2 separate regions of the Mus musculus genome follow, and region 2 is linked to region 1. The links are chromatin contacts, called in public HiChIP or PLAC-seq maps. All regions are on one chromosome and are shown on one strand. The core of a region is the stretch at or near the end of the contact, and the rest is flanking DNA. Distances in the headings are between cores, read along the strand shown.

Evidence for each region. HiChIP or PLAC-seq counts read pairs in DNA pulled down with a chosen protein or histone mark.
Region 2: an H3K4me3 HiChIP or PLAC-seq map of bone marrow-derived macrophages shows a contact between it and region 1, with 4 times the contacts expected there. The contact joins the promoter of A630001G21Rik here to the enhancer-like site in region 1. A contact is called at or near these places in 1 of 39 promoter capture datasets (macrophages), 1 of 15 datasets of contacts at CTCF or cohesin (large pre-B cells), 2 of 484 Hi-C or Micro-C datasets (bone marrow-derived macrophages and nephron progenitors), 9 of 115 datasets of contacts at active chromatin or transcription factors (the 230-238 cell line, the HPC-7 cell line, acute myeloid leukemia and 5 more) and 4 of 9 other capture datasets (adipose tissue, liver, macrophages and 1 more).

The regions. Positions count from the first base shown.
Region 1 is chr1:85,659,250-85,666,747 of GRCm38.p6, reverse strand. Sp100 (nuclear antigen Sp100) reads right to left here. Exons shown (of 22, transcript NM_001372231.1): 2 at 6,886-7,045; 3 at 4,107-4,275; 4 at 3,151-3,222; 5 at 1,404-1,469. Among named protein-coding and RNA genes, the nearest start is that of Sp100, 13 kb to the right of the region's middle. Within about 2 kb of position 2,512, at least 2 of the 459 cell types and tissues checked have an H3K27ac peak or open chromatin away from gene starts, as enhancers often do. A contact at or near this core is called in bone marrow-derived macrophages, where this site is marked.
Region 2 is chr1:85,733,334-85,740,831 of GRCm38.p6, reverse strand. It overlaps A630001G21Rik (RIKEN cDNA A630001G21 gene), which reads left to right and starts at 4,226. Exons shown (of 6, transcript NM_177055.3): 1 at 4,226-4,360.

The sequences.
Region 1 (7,498 bases), core at 1,263-3,762:
GTTGAAAGAATAAACACATCTATGAATGCCCTTCACAGTGTCACTTAACATCCCTCTGTAGCATGTACCATTGTCACATCCCTTTCACAGGAGATGACACCAGGGCCCAGACAGGCCAGGTAACCTGTCTAGGCTCACAAAGGCAGAATTTCAACTCAGACATTTCTACTTTGCCAGGATCTTAAGGCATAACTGAATCCCAATACTTAGTTGGGTGAAGGATTAGAACCCCTGAAATGAACTTTGCATCCTCTGAAAATGGGGTGACACATCATCATCTTTAAGTTATTGAGAAGATAAATGCAATACCTATATCAATATCCAATATATCAGAAAAGAAAACCATTATAATCAATGCCTTGAATTTAGAATATTCTGAATTAGTAATAGTTTAAATAGATATTCAATTAAGGAAGTAGACAGATTAATTAGAACATCAAAGGGAGCCAGGCAGTGGTGGTGCCTGCCTTTAATCCCAGCATTCTGCATGCAGAGGCAGGCTGATCTCTGTGAGTTCAAAAGCCAGCCTGGTGTACAACTCCAGGACAGCCAAGGCTATACCGGGAAAGCCTGTTCAAACAAACAAATAAAAAAACAACAACAATAGAAAAAAAAAAACCCGAAGGATTTTTTTTAGTGATCCATCTTGTCTAGAGTGGGATTCCCAGCCCGTTAGCCCAGTGATAGCAAATGAAGCATCATATAGGGGGTCCAGATGTGTTATGATCTGATGAGGTAAACCCAAGGGGGACCATGTGTTGCCTCACAGAAGGAGCCTTCTCATCACACCCTTCTAACCACCGCTGGACATAAGAGCAGAACAGGTAAGCAGTATCCAGTCATAGTCAAGCAAAGCACAGGCAAACCACTGTGGATCTGCATATACAGGCAACACCTACAGAAGCCGGAACCCTTTCTATGCAACCCAGGAGCCCAAGGCCCCAAAATTTAAACCCTAAACTTGGAGAAAGTATGGATGTAGATAATGTGGACATCAGAAACACAAGGAAAGAGCATCCCCACGCTCACAGTGTATGGGTGACTTTTCAGTTCCGTTGTATTTTGTTTGTCAACAAAACAAGATAGGATCATCTGAGACGAGGGACTCCCATCTGAGAAAATTTCTCTTATCTGATTGGCCTGTAGGCAAATCACTGGGGGACTCTTCCTTAATGACTGACATGAGAAGGCCCAGCCCACTGTGGGTGGTATCACCCCGTGTAGGTAGTCCTAAGATATGGAAAAAGGCAGGCTGAGCAAGCCAGTAATCAACATTCTGTAAGATGTACTAAACCCTTTCCTCCCCAGGTTGCTTCTGATCATGGTGTTTCATCACAGTAACAAAGGCAAACTGGGATCAATGGTAGGAGACAGCAATGTTTATAGAGTCAGCAAGAACTGACCTTCAGATGCGGAGAGATCTAAGGATGACCCATTCGGGCTTCCTTGAGAATAGCTGGCACCAGGTCCTAAGGAGAAAAAGAAAAACCAAGATGTTGATTTCAGAAGTTGGAGCAGAAGGGTTTCTTATCTTGACGAAAGGGCTAAATAGCCCATCGAGGCACCAATCCAGAGCTCATCTGGAGTTGTTAGGTTCCCCCTGATTCTTGAGGTCAGACTCAGGTCATGGAGTAGGATACAAGGATCATCCCTGGCTGAGTGGAGTCCTGCCTGGGCCACGCTAGCACCTAGAGATGACTGGTCTTCATATCCCTGACTAAAGGATGCCCACATGGGTCCCCAGAGCTTCCCTGCCCTGTGGCCTTACATGAGTTCCCAGGAGTCCTTGGACCCTATCTCCTTTCACACAATAGCCTCCGAGTGAGTATATATCAGATGGCTCATCCTTGTTGGCCTTCTCCTCAGGATTCAGTGACAGCTTGCCTCCCTTCCCTTCCATTCTTGCTTCCTTCCTATGTTTTCTCTCCGTATTTCCCCCATGGCTGTTTCATGTTTTCATGATTAGCAGTACATGCTCAAGAACACAGACCCTGCCTCCAGAATGCCTGGATTCTTGTTGCTTTGTTTGACCCCGTGAACACTCCACACATGGTCTCTCCCAATTTTAGCTTCCTCCTCTATAAACTGGCCATCTGAATGATACCAATCCTTAATGGCAGCTGGGTTAGACAGGAATCAAGAGTAGATGCTAAGCAAAGCAAAAAACTAAATGGATCTTTCTGTCATTGTCTTTCATTCTTTCTGTTTATTATAACACTGAGCCCCTTATCTGAATTTAAACCATAAGACACCCTGCTGGTGTCTGAAGATATAGTTGCTGTGGGTAAATCCCACCTATCACACATCTGTGGTAAGAGATGTAAGGATACACAAAATAACAGGAGCATCTCTCTAACAGAGTGTTTCCTCTTTGAGGCTACCTGGACCATAATGCTTCACCCTTCACAGTTTAAAATGGATCATCTCCTTCAGGGACTTTTCTAAACTGCAGTGACTTCTGAGTACTCAGTCTCTTTCAGTCTGGATTCCTGACACTGGCCTCAGATTGCTTCATCGTGGGTATCAGGATGATCCTCTGATGTCATGGTTGCTCTGCCAAGATCCTACTTCCCATTAGAGGCTGGTCAAAGTTTTCATCTCAAGTGCCTCTTCCTTCCAAGGCTCATATATTAGAGGTCTGCCCCTCAGAATGGAATGAATGGATTCTGGTGATATCATTAATCAGCAGAGCCCAGTAGAAGAAATTTGGATCACCAAGGGTGTACCTTTGAAGGGCCACAGGTACCTCCTCTCTTTCCTTACTCCCAGGACCCCATAAAGTGAACAACTTTGCTTCACCCAATCCCTTACTTTGAAGTTCTGCCCCACCATAGACCTTACGTGATCAAACCATCTGGACTAAAGTCTCTAAATCCATGAATCCAAAGAAATTGACTAGCCATGTTGTTTTGTTTTTGAGAGAGTTTTCCTATGTAAATTGGCTGGCCTCAAACTCACAATCCTCCTGCCTCAGGGTTTTGCATGTCCAGCTCCTCCTTGGTAATTTGTCCCAGTACAGGAAAGCTAACACCAGGCTCATACCCACTGCCCACCTTGCTGTCTCTATTTCTTCTCATTCACACTCTTCTCATGGTCACCTTTATTTCCTAGTCTCAGATGAGATAAGAAACTTTCTGCAGGTGTAATTACCTTGTTCAAGACTTAGCTGGGAGTTTGGGTTCCCTCCATCAATTCCTTGGAAACACAATTCATTGGGAAACACTGAAGTGGGAGGAAAGGAAGAGGGAAGAAGAGGAGGAAACCATTAGCCATCTCTAGCAGGGACCAGGGGCAGTTTTTCAAAACTACACATTTAGGAATTTATAGCCCTTCAGTCACTCCAAGCTCAATGGGTTTCCTATGCCTAAATTCATCCATCATGCCCTGGGAGAGAGAAGACTCCCACAGTCAACTTTATTCTGCCCATATAGAAAAGAGACATTCAAGGTCAAGAACAAAAGAGGAAAACAAACTCTGTGAGCTGTGTTCCTCTTCCAGTGTTCAGAGGGCAGCGAAGATATATATCACAACAGGTAAAATAGAAGAAAAACATGACTTCCAGGGTATCACAATGGTAAGAAGAAACAAAGGCTTTCATGGATCAAAGGTCTAGGATCTGGCACATACCAAAGGGAAGTCCCAGGCAGCTTTGAAGATGGGCAGGACGGGGTTGAAGAGCTAACTCACACATTGTTGGTTTCTATGAGCATGAGGTGCTATACTAAGATGGATCCTGCACCCACAGCTGAGTCGTCACTCAAGGTGGGCGGTAACCAATTTGATGGACTGCCATGTAAGAATGCCCACTGAGAGACACAACAGTGCTACCCTACTGACAATCAGCACTTCTAATCCTACCCTCTTCTACATAGCCTGATGATGGTATGCCTCCTATTGTCCTGAGAGCCTAAATGCCCAGCGGCAGAGCTCTGGAGGGTGTCAGCCATTAGTCATAAGTTTTCATATGATTCATGACACAGTAGTCTTGTTAACTGTTATATCCTCAATTGCTCTGCATTATATATGGCACATGATAAAAGCTTAATATACATTTGTTGACAACAAAAAGGACTGTGCTCTCAAGGAGCGATATAAAACCCAATTACCACATCCAAAGCTTCTACGAATGAGATTCAAATCGGGGTACTTCTCCATGTTGACCTCATTGAACAATTCGCACAGTACCGTCATGTCAAATTTCTTCTCCAGTTCCTCCAGGGCTCTGTAGATCACTTTGTCCACAGGGACCAGCGATCTACAGGAATCTAGCAAATCCTTAAATAAAAATATTGAATAGAGAAAATTTCAGTGCAGGCTTCCATGTCACAGAAGAGCCCTAGAAAAATAATTATAGTTAGGGTACCTCAATCCCCTCCAAACGTATCTTCTAAGGGGAAGCTTTATATTTGCATGACTACTTCATGAAACAAGTAAATATTGTCTCTTTGAAAGTAATCACTGGTGACTTTGGGATACCATACTCATTTATATTACATGTAAGAAGGGCCAACTTTGAAAGGAAAATATGGGCTAAAGGTCAACTATGGGGCTATCTCTCAGTGGGTGGAGGCACTTGCCATTAATCCTGGTAGTCTGAGTTCCATCCCTGGGACTCAGATCATCATCTGAATCTGAAGAAGAAACCAACTAGCCACATTTGGTCTCTTACTTCTCCATATGCACAGCACCTGACTCATACAAATATGCCCACACAATACAAAGATACACACACAGCTCATAAGTAGATAAACAATATATTTAATTGTTTTTAGATGTGTAGAGGGGCTGAAGAGATGGCTCGGTGGGGTGAGAGTGCTTGCTACTCTGGCAGAGGACCCAAGTTCAGTTCCCAGCACCAACGCAAGAGCTCACGAACATCTGTAACTCCAGTTCCATGTGATGATTCAGTGTTCCTTTCTGGCCTCTATGGGCACCAGACACACAAGTGCTATGCACACATAGATGCAGGCAGAATAGGTGAACACAAAAGAATAAAAATAAATATGTTCTTTTTAAAGACTTATGTATTTATTTTATATATGTGAGCACACTGTAGCTGTACAGGTGGCTGTGAGTCTTCATGTGGTTGTTGGGAATTGAATTTAGGACTTCTGCTCGCTACAGTTGGCCCCACTCACTCCAGTCAACCCTGCTCAGTCCCTGCTCGATCTGGCCCAAAGATTTATTTATTATTATAAATAGGTATACTGTAGCTGTCTTCAGACGCTCCAGAAGAGGGTGTCAGATCTCATTATGGGTGGTTGTGAGCCACAATGTGGTTGCTGGGATTTGAACTCAGGACCTTCGGAAGAACAGTCAGTGCTCTTACCCACTGAGCCATCTCGCCAGCCCACTTTTTTTTTTAAGGAAGGTAAACTGATGTATATCTCATAGTAAGACTACTTTTGAAATAGACTTGGCAGTCTATTTTGTTGTTGTTGTTGTTTGTTTGTTTTTTGTTTTTCAAGACAGAGTTTCTCTGTATAGCCCTGGCTGTCCTGGAACTCACTTTGTAGACAAGGCTGGCCTCGAACTCAGAAATCCGCCTGCCTCTGCCTCCTGAGTGCTGGGATTAAAGGCGGGCGCCACCATGCCCAGCTGGCAGTCTATTTTATTAACAGGACACGTTCTGGCTTCCTGATTAATCCTGATTTATCGTGAAGGAAATAAGAGGTCCAATCCCTCTAATTTCGAACCCTACTGGAGAGTGGCATATTCATAAGGCAAAAGAAACACTAGAGGGGCTAGAGAGACGACTTAGTGATTAAGAGCAGTGGCTGCTCTTCCAGAGGTCCTGAGTACCCATATGGTGGTTCATAAGCATTTGTATAACTATAGTTCCAGAGGATCTGGTGCATTCTTTTTTGATTGCCAAAGGCACCAGGGCCACAAGTGGTACACAGATATACATGCAGACAAAACACTTACACCTGCAAAATAACAACAGTGTTTTTAAAATTTTTGTCTGAATTAAACACTCTGTACGTCTTATTGTTCTCAAAGCTAGGTTTTTAAAATAAACATTTATTAAACTAAAATGTACTAACTGAAATCTCATGAAGTCAGTTTGATAAAATAATTGGACAGTTCATTAAAATCACCTTTGATTTTTAGTTTATTTCTTTAGTTTAGATTGGTTTAGTTTTAATTGCATATATTACATGGTATGAAATGCACGAGACATTGCTCGTCCATGGAGAACCCCTATTCTGACCTAGCTCATCTTCAGCAATATTCACTGATGACAGAAGTTGACATGGAACACCATTCCCTCAGATAGAAGCAGTACCGTCTCCTGAGGCCTTGGCTTCTCATCTCCCTTAATCCCTAGAGAGAACACTTCCAGAAATATCTTCATGATAAGTATCAGTTATAGGAAACCCAGATTTTAATTTTAATTCATAGTTGATGAATTTATTATTGTAACTGATACCTCTACAAAATGCTATGAAAATCCATGAGCTTTCTTGGTCAAAATTTAGTCCTGGGGCTGGAGAGATGGCTAAGTGTTTCAGAGCATGTGTAGCTCTTGCAGAGGACCTGGATTCCATTCCTAGCATCCACATCAGGTGGCTAACAACTACCTGTAACTCCAGTTCCAGGGAATCTGGAGACCTTTTCAGGGCTCTGTGGGTATCAGCTCCTATGTAAACATGCACACATGCACACACACACACACACACACACACACACACACACACACACACACACACACACAGGAACACATAAACACACACATACATGTAAGAAACGAAATCTTTTTTAAAAATTAAGTCCAACCTTAAAACCGTGTCAGTCATCTGACTTGAAGTTTGAATTGGGATATCAAAGTGTAACTTAATTTGGAGCTTCTTTACCAGGTTATGATGAAGTAAATTTACTTACTTCATACATTTTACCAGTGATGAATTCATGGTCTCGGAGGCTCTCAAGAAAAGGAAATGTACTTCTTATCGCATTAGAAATGGCCACTTTCTGTGTCTTGAAGTGCTTTAACATACATTCAATGAGATGCATCTCTGTGTTCTCCTGTTCAGTGGACATCCTAGAGGAGAAAATACCATGGGAAAATGGTTGTCAGTACAATAGATGATTGTGGAAACTATAAGGTTTTATATATGAAAGAAAAACTTCAAAGAACTAACATACATAAGATAAATGTCTTGAGTTAACCCCAATGCATCAACAGCTGAACTGGAAGCTATGGGTTCAATCGAGGGAGACCCTGCCTCAATGTACAAGATGGAGACCGATGGAAGAGGAAGCTCTGCATGGACCTCTGACTTCCTCACACATGTGTACACACATATATGTGCATCTGCACAGACATGAGCTCTCACACATGTGAATGTTTGTATATACATGCATATATACTGCAGACCACAGACATACAAAAATAAAGTTAAACACAAAGCTAATTATGATTTTAAAATTCTACTACTTGTTGTCCTCATATAGAATTAGTGAAAAGTAATATTCCCACCGAAATATATGGAAA
Region 2 (7,498 bases), core at 2,977-5,476, 72 kb before region 1:
TAGTAGTGGTAGTTGTATAACTGCTCGTTTATAATTTTTAAAGTTTTATGATTTTTTTAAAAAAGTGCTCAATTATACTACAGCATAAAAAAAGATTAAAACCTCCCCAAAGGTGACTTGTCTTTAAGAAGCCCACATCTATGTTCTTGAGTCTATGTTTCTTTCTTCTTAGTACTTCTTTCTCCTGCTTAAGGCTATGCTACAATGTCTTCATTAAACCCTACTTCCACACCATTAAAAAATAGTATCAGAACTATAAAGGTAAATGACTGAATTTCAACCTCAGGGTACAATTCATTTTAAAAATATTTAGCCAGGTGACGGTGGCAGTGCACGCCTTTGATCCCAGCACTCAGGAGACAGAAGCAGGCAGATCTCTGAGTTCAAGGCCAGTCTGATCTACAGACTGAGTTCCAGGATAGCCAGAGATACACAGAGAAACCCTGTTTTGAAAAACAAACAAACATGATTATTATGTATGTGTGCTTAGGACGTGGGGAAACCAATAGTGCGGTTATAGGATAACTCTGTAGAAACGGTTCTCTCTTCCCATCTTTATGTGTGTTCTGGGAGTCAAACTCAGTCCTCCATGGTTGTGTAGCAAGCACCTTTGCCCACAGAGCCATCTCACCAGCCCAGTGAGCCACACTTTAATGAAAACAAATAAAGTAACTGGGTCATTGAGAATTAAGTGTGCCACCAGCCCCAGCTTTATGACAATTGCACTGAGTGAGCTCTGACCCCCATCTATGACTCTCCTTGCTGGTTCCTAGGGCATCATGGGAGGAAATGGAGCATTTCAGGGGCAGGAAGTCAGATGAGTTATGTGATGAAAATCTATCTTCTGTTTCAAGATGTGGTGAAACTCCCACTAGCTGCCATCTCCAGGTGTCAGGCAGGAAACTCACTTATGAGTAAAATCAAAACTTCAGTGTGATTGGTCTACAGACTGGACAAGCACTAAGACTTAGCCCAACACAGACTTAAGCCTTTGAAGTCATTCTGTGTTTTCCTGGTGTCTTAGAATTTTTAATTTTTAAAAGATATATTCATTTTCCTTTTTTTTTTGTTTTTTGTTTTGTTTGTTTGTTTGTTTTTTCGAGACAGGGTTTCTCTGTGTAGACCTGGCTGTCCTGGAACTCACTTTGTAGACCAGGCTGGCCTCGAACTCAGAAATCTGCCTGCCTCTGCCTCCCAAGTGCTGGGATTAAAGGCGTGCACCACCACGCCCGGCTTCCTTTATTTTTAAAGGTTTATTTATTTGATGTATATGAGCACACTGTAGCTGTACAGATGGCTGTGAGCCTTCACGTGGTTGTTGGGAATTGACTTTTAGGATCTCTACTTGCTCCAGTCAACCCCGCTCGCTCCGGCCCAAAGATTTATTTATTATTATACATAAGTACACTGTAGCTGTCTTCAGATGCACCAGAAGAGGGCATTAGATGGTTGCCGGGATTTGAACTCTGAACCTTCGGAGTTCAAATCCCTCATTTTTCCTTTAAATATATGAGCATTTGTCTATATGTCAAAGCCTTGTATGCATACATGTGTGCCTCATGCTCTCGGAGGCTGAAAGGGGGTTGGGGCTCCTGGAGTTACTAAGCTGTCACGTGGGTGCCAGGAACTTAACCCAGATCTTTGGCAAGAACCACAGGTGCTCTTTCCTGCTAAGCTACCTCTCCACTCTCTGGAGTCTTGGTTTTGATCTCCTCAAGAAACAGACACTGAGGGGCTGAACAACCATCTGTAATGAGATCTAATGCCCTCTTCTGGTGCATCTGAAGACAGCTACAGTGTACTAAGAAATAATAATAAATAAATCTTGAGCCTGGAGTGAGTGGGGCAGACCAGAGCGAGCAACCTTCATTCCCAGCAACCACATGATGGCTCACAACCGTCAGTACAGCTACCGTGTTCCCATATACATAAAATAAATAAATAAATAAATAAATAAATAAATAAATAAATCTTAAAAAAAAAAAAGAAACAGACACTGAGATATGAGTTTGTAAACTGTGGGGAAGCAGCCACAGAGTGGCCTGCATCTGTAATCCTGACATTCCTAAAGGACGGGTGGGGGGGTGGAGGGTGGTGTGGGGGGAACGTGGGGGGTGGGGATCAGCCAGAAGCTCAATGGACAGCTAGCCTGAAGCACTTAGTAGGAACAGAAACAAGAGAAGCTGCTTCAGCAAGGAGGAAGGTGAGAGCTGCCTTCTGATCTCCACACACCAGAGTGTCAGGGTTCATAGACACCTATACTCACATAACACGTACCCAAAAATAACTTTAATAAGATTTTTAAAAAATGTTGTTTCATGTTGTTTTGCCCGTATGTATATGCACCATGTGTGTGCAGTATCTGCAGAAGCCAGAAGAGGGCATCAGATTCTCCTGGAACTGGAGATACAGATGATTGTGCATCACCATGTGGGTGCTGGGAACCAAACCTGAGTCTCCCACAGGAGCAACAAATGCTCTTAACCACTGAACAATCCCACCAGCCCTGTAAGGAAGTTGTTTTAAATAAGGAAGTAGTACTAGCAGAAAGAGATCAGAGTTTTTCTACAGAGGAGTCGAGGAACTATGAAGCTCACCCAAGACCGTCCTGTTCCTCCCTGGTTGAGGTCTGCTTCTGGTTACATGAAAACCCCAGCACTTCCCATTTGGACTGCTTCAAAGCTTTCAGTATCCAGGCTGGCCAGATAAAATCCCACAGGCAGAGTTGCAGGTATTAGCAAAACACAGCATTTCTTTGCAGGGGTGCCACCCACATATTCGGACACCATAGCTTGAACACTATCACATCTGCTGGAGCTGGCTAAAGTCCCTGGCAACACCAGAGGTTTCATTTAGTGATAAGAAAGGACTCGGTTTAGTAATCACCTGGGCCACAGAGGAGCTGGCTAACTGCTTTTCCTTCTTGCTTGGTGTCTTCTCTTTGGTATCATTGTTTCTTTTTAGTCTCTGCAAGACTGGAGGGGATCAAGAGGAAGGGTTGGGCTTAGAAAAGGCTTTTTTTTTTTTTTTTTAATACTTCTGGTAAGGCTGCCCCTACCGCCCCCAGCACAGCTGTGGCCAGTTTGTTCCATGCCAGCCAACTAAGCAGCTAAGACATATCATTGCTGTAATGTGCCTGCCAGTTATTGATGCAGAAAAAACGACTCCCCTCAGAGCAGGGCCATGCTGACCACATACTCTGTTATGTTCTGTACGTTAAGAGGTTTGCTAATCTTAAGATATTCCACAACTATAAGCTTCAGGTAGGACTCATCAAATTAAAGGTCAATACGAACTGTTATGTCTAAAATGGTTTGAGTCAGGGCTGACTACTGGGCAGCACTTCTAGGTCCTGCCTGTGAACTCATTGTGGGTTTTGCAGTTTTATTTGTTATAAGTCTCTCCTGAGAAATGTCCAGTGTGTATCTTTGAGCTGTCGTCCTGGCGGATGAGTCTTGTGTTCAATAAGCCATCCCTGTTTAACTGAGATAGGTGTTTCTGTGGTTTGTGGGGCGACTCCTGGACCCCAACAACTTGCTCCATTGTAATTTTATATTAGTACTCTCTAGAGTACTCTTGCATGGTGATCACTTACTGGGGAATATTTTGGTGATAGCTCCACGAAGTCTGACATTTCTGGGTGTGGTGATTTGAATGAAAATGTCCCTCTCTCACGGTCTTAGGTGGTTGGGTGTGAGGTTTCCAGTCTAAGGTGCTGTTTGGGGGAGGATTAGACATGGTGTACCTTGAGGAAGTACATCTCGGAGTTTTGAGGTTTCGAAGGCACACACCGTTTCCAGTCCCCCACCCCCATTCCTGCAGTAAGAGATTCGAGCTCCGTTGTTCCTGTACCGTGACTGCGGCTGATTGTTTCTATTCTCTGCCATGTTGGACTTTTACCCCTCTGGAACTGTAAAAGCCCAAATAAACTCTCCTTTACGATGCCTTGAGTGTGGTATTTTATCAGAGCAGCAGAAGAGTAACTGCTACAGGTCCCACCTTCAAAATATTTCATTATGTGTAAAGCAAATATCATCAAATCTCCAAAAGCTGGAAAGCTAAATATGATTATGGTCCAAGTGGTTTCAGGCTGAAGGCCTCTCAACCTGTATTTCTAAAGGTGCAGTAACCAAGTGCTACCACCAGAGGTCAGGATAGACTTTGCAGAGACCCGAGAGAGGGAACGTGGTACAGGGAGACACAGAGGAAGTGAATGCAAATTTCACTAAAGTTTTCCCTAAACCCACCCCAGATCGAGGTCCTAGCTTTCGCTCTGCTTTCTGTACTTGCTACTGACCACAATTGACGCCCGCCGTGAGGAAGGCTGAAGGTGTCCCCTGCGGACTCCCCCAGACCCAAGGTAGCTAACTGGGGAGGAGGTGGAAGGGTGTTTGGGATGAAGTGAGGGAGAGGAGGGAGGGAGGCCTTGACTCCCAGAGGACTCCTTAAATGAGTCTATGAAATAGCCCGATACCAGACAGATTAATGCACCACAGAGAGCAAACTTATTAACGAACAAGAGAGGTGCTTAAGCATTCTTTTGGAAGGGGAAGGGGTGTTAGGCAGCCTGTGAAGTGTTTTAGGTGAAAACAAACAGATAGAATGGATGGTGGCTTGAGACAGAGTTTCTCTGAGAGAGCTGACTTCTAGCTTCCTCTCCTGGCATGAGACAATCACTCTTCTATGGAACTCTCAGGGAAGCACTGCTGTAAGGGAATTCTCTCAAAAGACCTGCCTTTAGGCAGAAGAGGGCTTTCAGAGAAAGTCTCCAACACGTGCTGTTTCTCCTTGCTCATCTCAAGGGTTCCAAAGTGGTACACTTGGGCTGCTATGTCCTGTACTCCTTCCTGTAAGAGGGTCAGGACCGGAGCCATTTACGGACCAGCCTCAGGGGAGCACCCAGCCTGAGGTCATATCCTTCAGGGAGGGAAGGGGTGGAGTCTGCCCCCAGGGGGCCACTGCTGATTTCCCCTTAGTGCCCTGCGCTGCTCCTCCTGGGGTAGGGTTGTGGTTGGCGGGGGTGGGGGTAAGGCTAGGAGGTGGGGGTGGGGGGCAAGCAGAGGAGGTGCCACTTGCTAGCCCCTGAAGCTGTCTATATGTGTTTGCTCATTTTTATCGCACCGGCAGTGTGGTTTGGGATGGACCAACTACCGTTCAGGAAAGGACATTAGCAAGTTCCTGCTTCTAGAGGAAGAGCTAAGGGCTAGGATGAAGGCTTAGCACTTCTTTGTCCAAGTTTAATTCCTGGTTTCGTTTTTCTGTTAAAAATCGTTAAATTTCAAAAGTGTACTCAGACCCTGACTTTCCAGTTCAGCCCTGCCCACATCCAGTCGTGGCCTAATCGAGGGAGGAGGGCAGGGACCCCGGAAATCTTTCTTTGCCAATACCCAGCATTGTTTTGGAGAGACTGATTCTTGGTAGAAGCTATAATCCAGCAGAATAGAAAGCTGGGGTGATCTGCCAAGCCTTTGCTCCGACTGGGTCCCATTTTGCCTTTGTCCAGCTATGTCAACACTATCCAAAACAATTACTGATTCAACAACCACTATAGAATTTCCAACAGCCCTTCCCACCATATTCTAATAGTTTGGGCTTTTCCGGCCCACAAAAATGGAGATGCTGAACCTCAGAGTCGTACGGTACTGTAGGGGCCCCTGAAGAGCCAGAACGGTCTTAGGGAAGAATACAGATAGATGGATGAGTTACCCTTTCCATCTCTGAAACACTTCAAACCTGCAGTTCCCAAGGCAGTGGGGTGCTCTGGCGTGGGGACTAACAAATGGACTGAAGAGAGATACATGAGCAGGCATAGATAGTGGGTTTTCAGCAGGGATGTTAAGACTAAACTGAAATGTTTAATGCTTTTGAATTTCATACATAGGTACTGTGTTTTCATCATTTCCATTCTCCTGTCCCCTTCACTGTCCCCTTCACTGTCCCCTTCACTCCCTTGCAAAGCAGTGGCCTCTTCCTCTTTCACTATTACTGCTATACTTACACAATGTATGTATGTATGTATGTATGTATGTATGTATGTATGTATGCATGCATGCACATACATGTGCACAGCCTGCTGAGTTCCTCTAGTGTTGCTCCCATGTCTGTGTGTATAGGGAGAACCACTTGGGGTCAGATGACCTATAAGGGGGCTCATCCCCCAGATGCCACCTCTCAGCAGCTACTAATTACTAATTAATTCTTGATGCAGGGATAGGAAGAGCAATTAGACATCTACTCACTCCAGACAGGAAGCAGGTGTGGGTCCAGGGCCGTTCAGAGATTCACAGTCTCAAAGTCTCAAGTTTTGGTTTTAGTAAAGTAAAAGCTTTTTTTTTTTTTTTTTTTTTTTGGTTTTTCGAGACTCGAGACAGGGTTTCTCTGTGTATCCCTGGCTGTCCTGGAACTCGCTCTGTAGACCAGGCTGGCCTCGAACTCAGAAATCCGCCTGCCTCTGCCTCCCAAGTGCTGGGATTAAAGGCGTGCGCCACCACGCCCGGCAAGTAAAAGCTTTTTATACAAACAAACAAACAAACAAACAAACAAACACAAATGGCCAGGACCAAACCAGAAAGAGTTCCCCAGGTAAGTTCCCCTACCTATTGTTAGTTCAAAGATTATAAAGGTGAAAACTATACAGTTGTAATTTGGGTAAGACAAATTAACTCGTATCCTGTCTGTGAGCAGGCAAGGCTTGATTTTGTAAACAGATGTCCAGCAGGTACCTCAGTCATCCAAGCTAGGGTTTCATACAAAAATGGGATTTAACAGTTAGCCTATTTGATCTTGTGACCCTATTACTTTGTTGGGATAGCTGAGGAGGTGAAATATTTTTGTAACAATCAGCAGGTTTTAAGAATAGCTCAATTGCATCAGGAAATAGTCTATCTCAGGCTAGCTGACAGGGTACATTCAAGGTAGGGGAAACTTCCTTATGGCTTATACAAGCTCAAAACAATTTTGTTTTTACAAGGCTTGCACAGCAAGTTTATCCTCTAAACACAATGTTCACCATTACAGAAGCCATGACAGACCAAACTGTGGATACTACCAATGTCCTACTTGGTGAACCAACGCGTTTTACTGGGGTTACTTACAGGAACATGGGTGAGGGGTTTCTTGCAGGAACAGAAATGACTCAAAGTTGCATCAGCAAATACCAGCCCAACAAAGCCAACAGCTCCCAAAGCTAGGAATCTGGAACACAGTGTACACAGCCTGTAGGCAGCTCAAACAGGTTGGGAAATGTCCTTTCCTGGTGCCTCGGTGGGTCTAAACCTCAACCAGGCGGCCCTGCTGGTTTCTGTTTCTTTAAGGAAAGCTGTTTTGATCCTAGAATCAATTCTTTGCTGCTTCTCTGCTCTGAGAGTCATCTTAGCAGCTTGCCTTCCCTTCACCTGAGAAGGACTTTGAGCACTGACTTTTAACTCTGGCAGAGAGGGGCCGAATGGATCTGGTCGATTTTAGGAACTTCCTGAAGCTGTTGAATTGTTTACCTTCC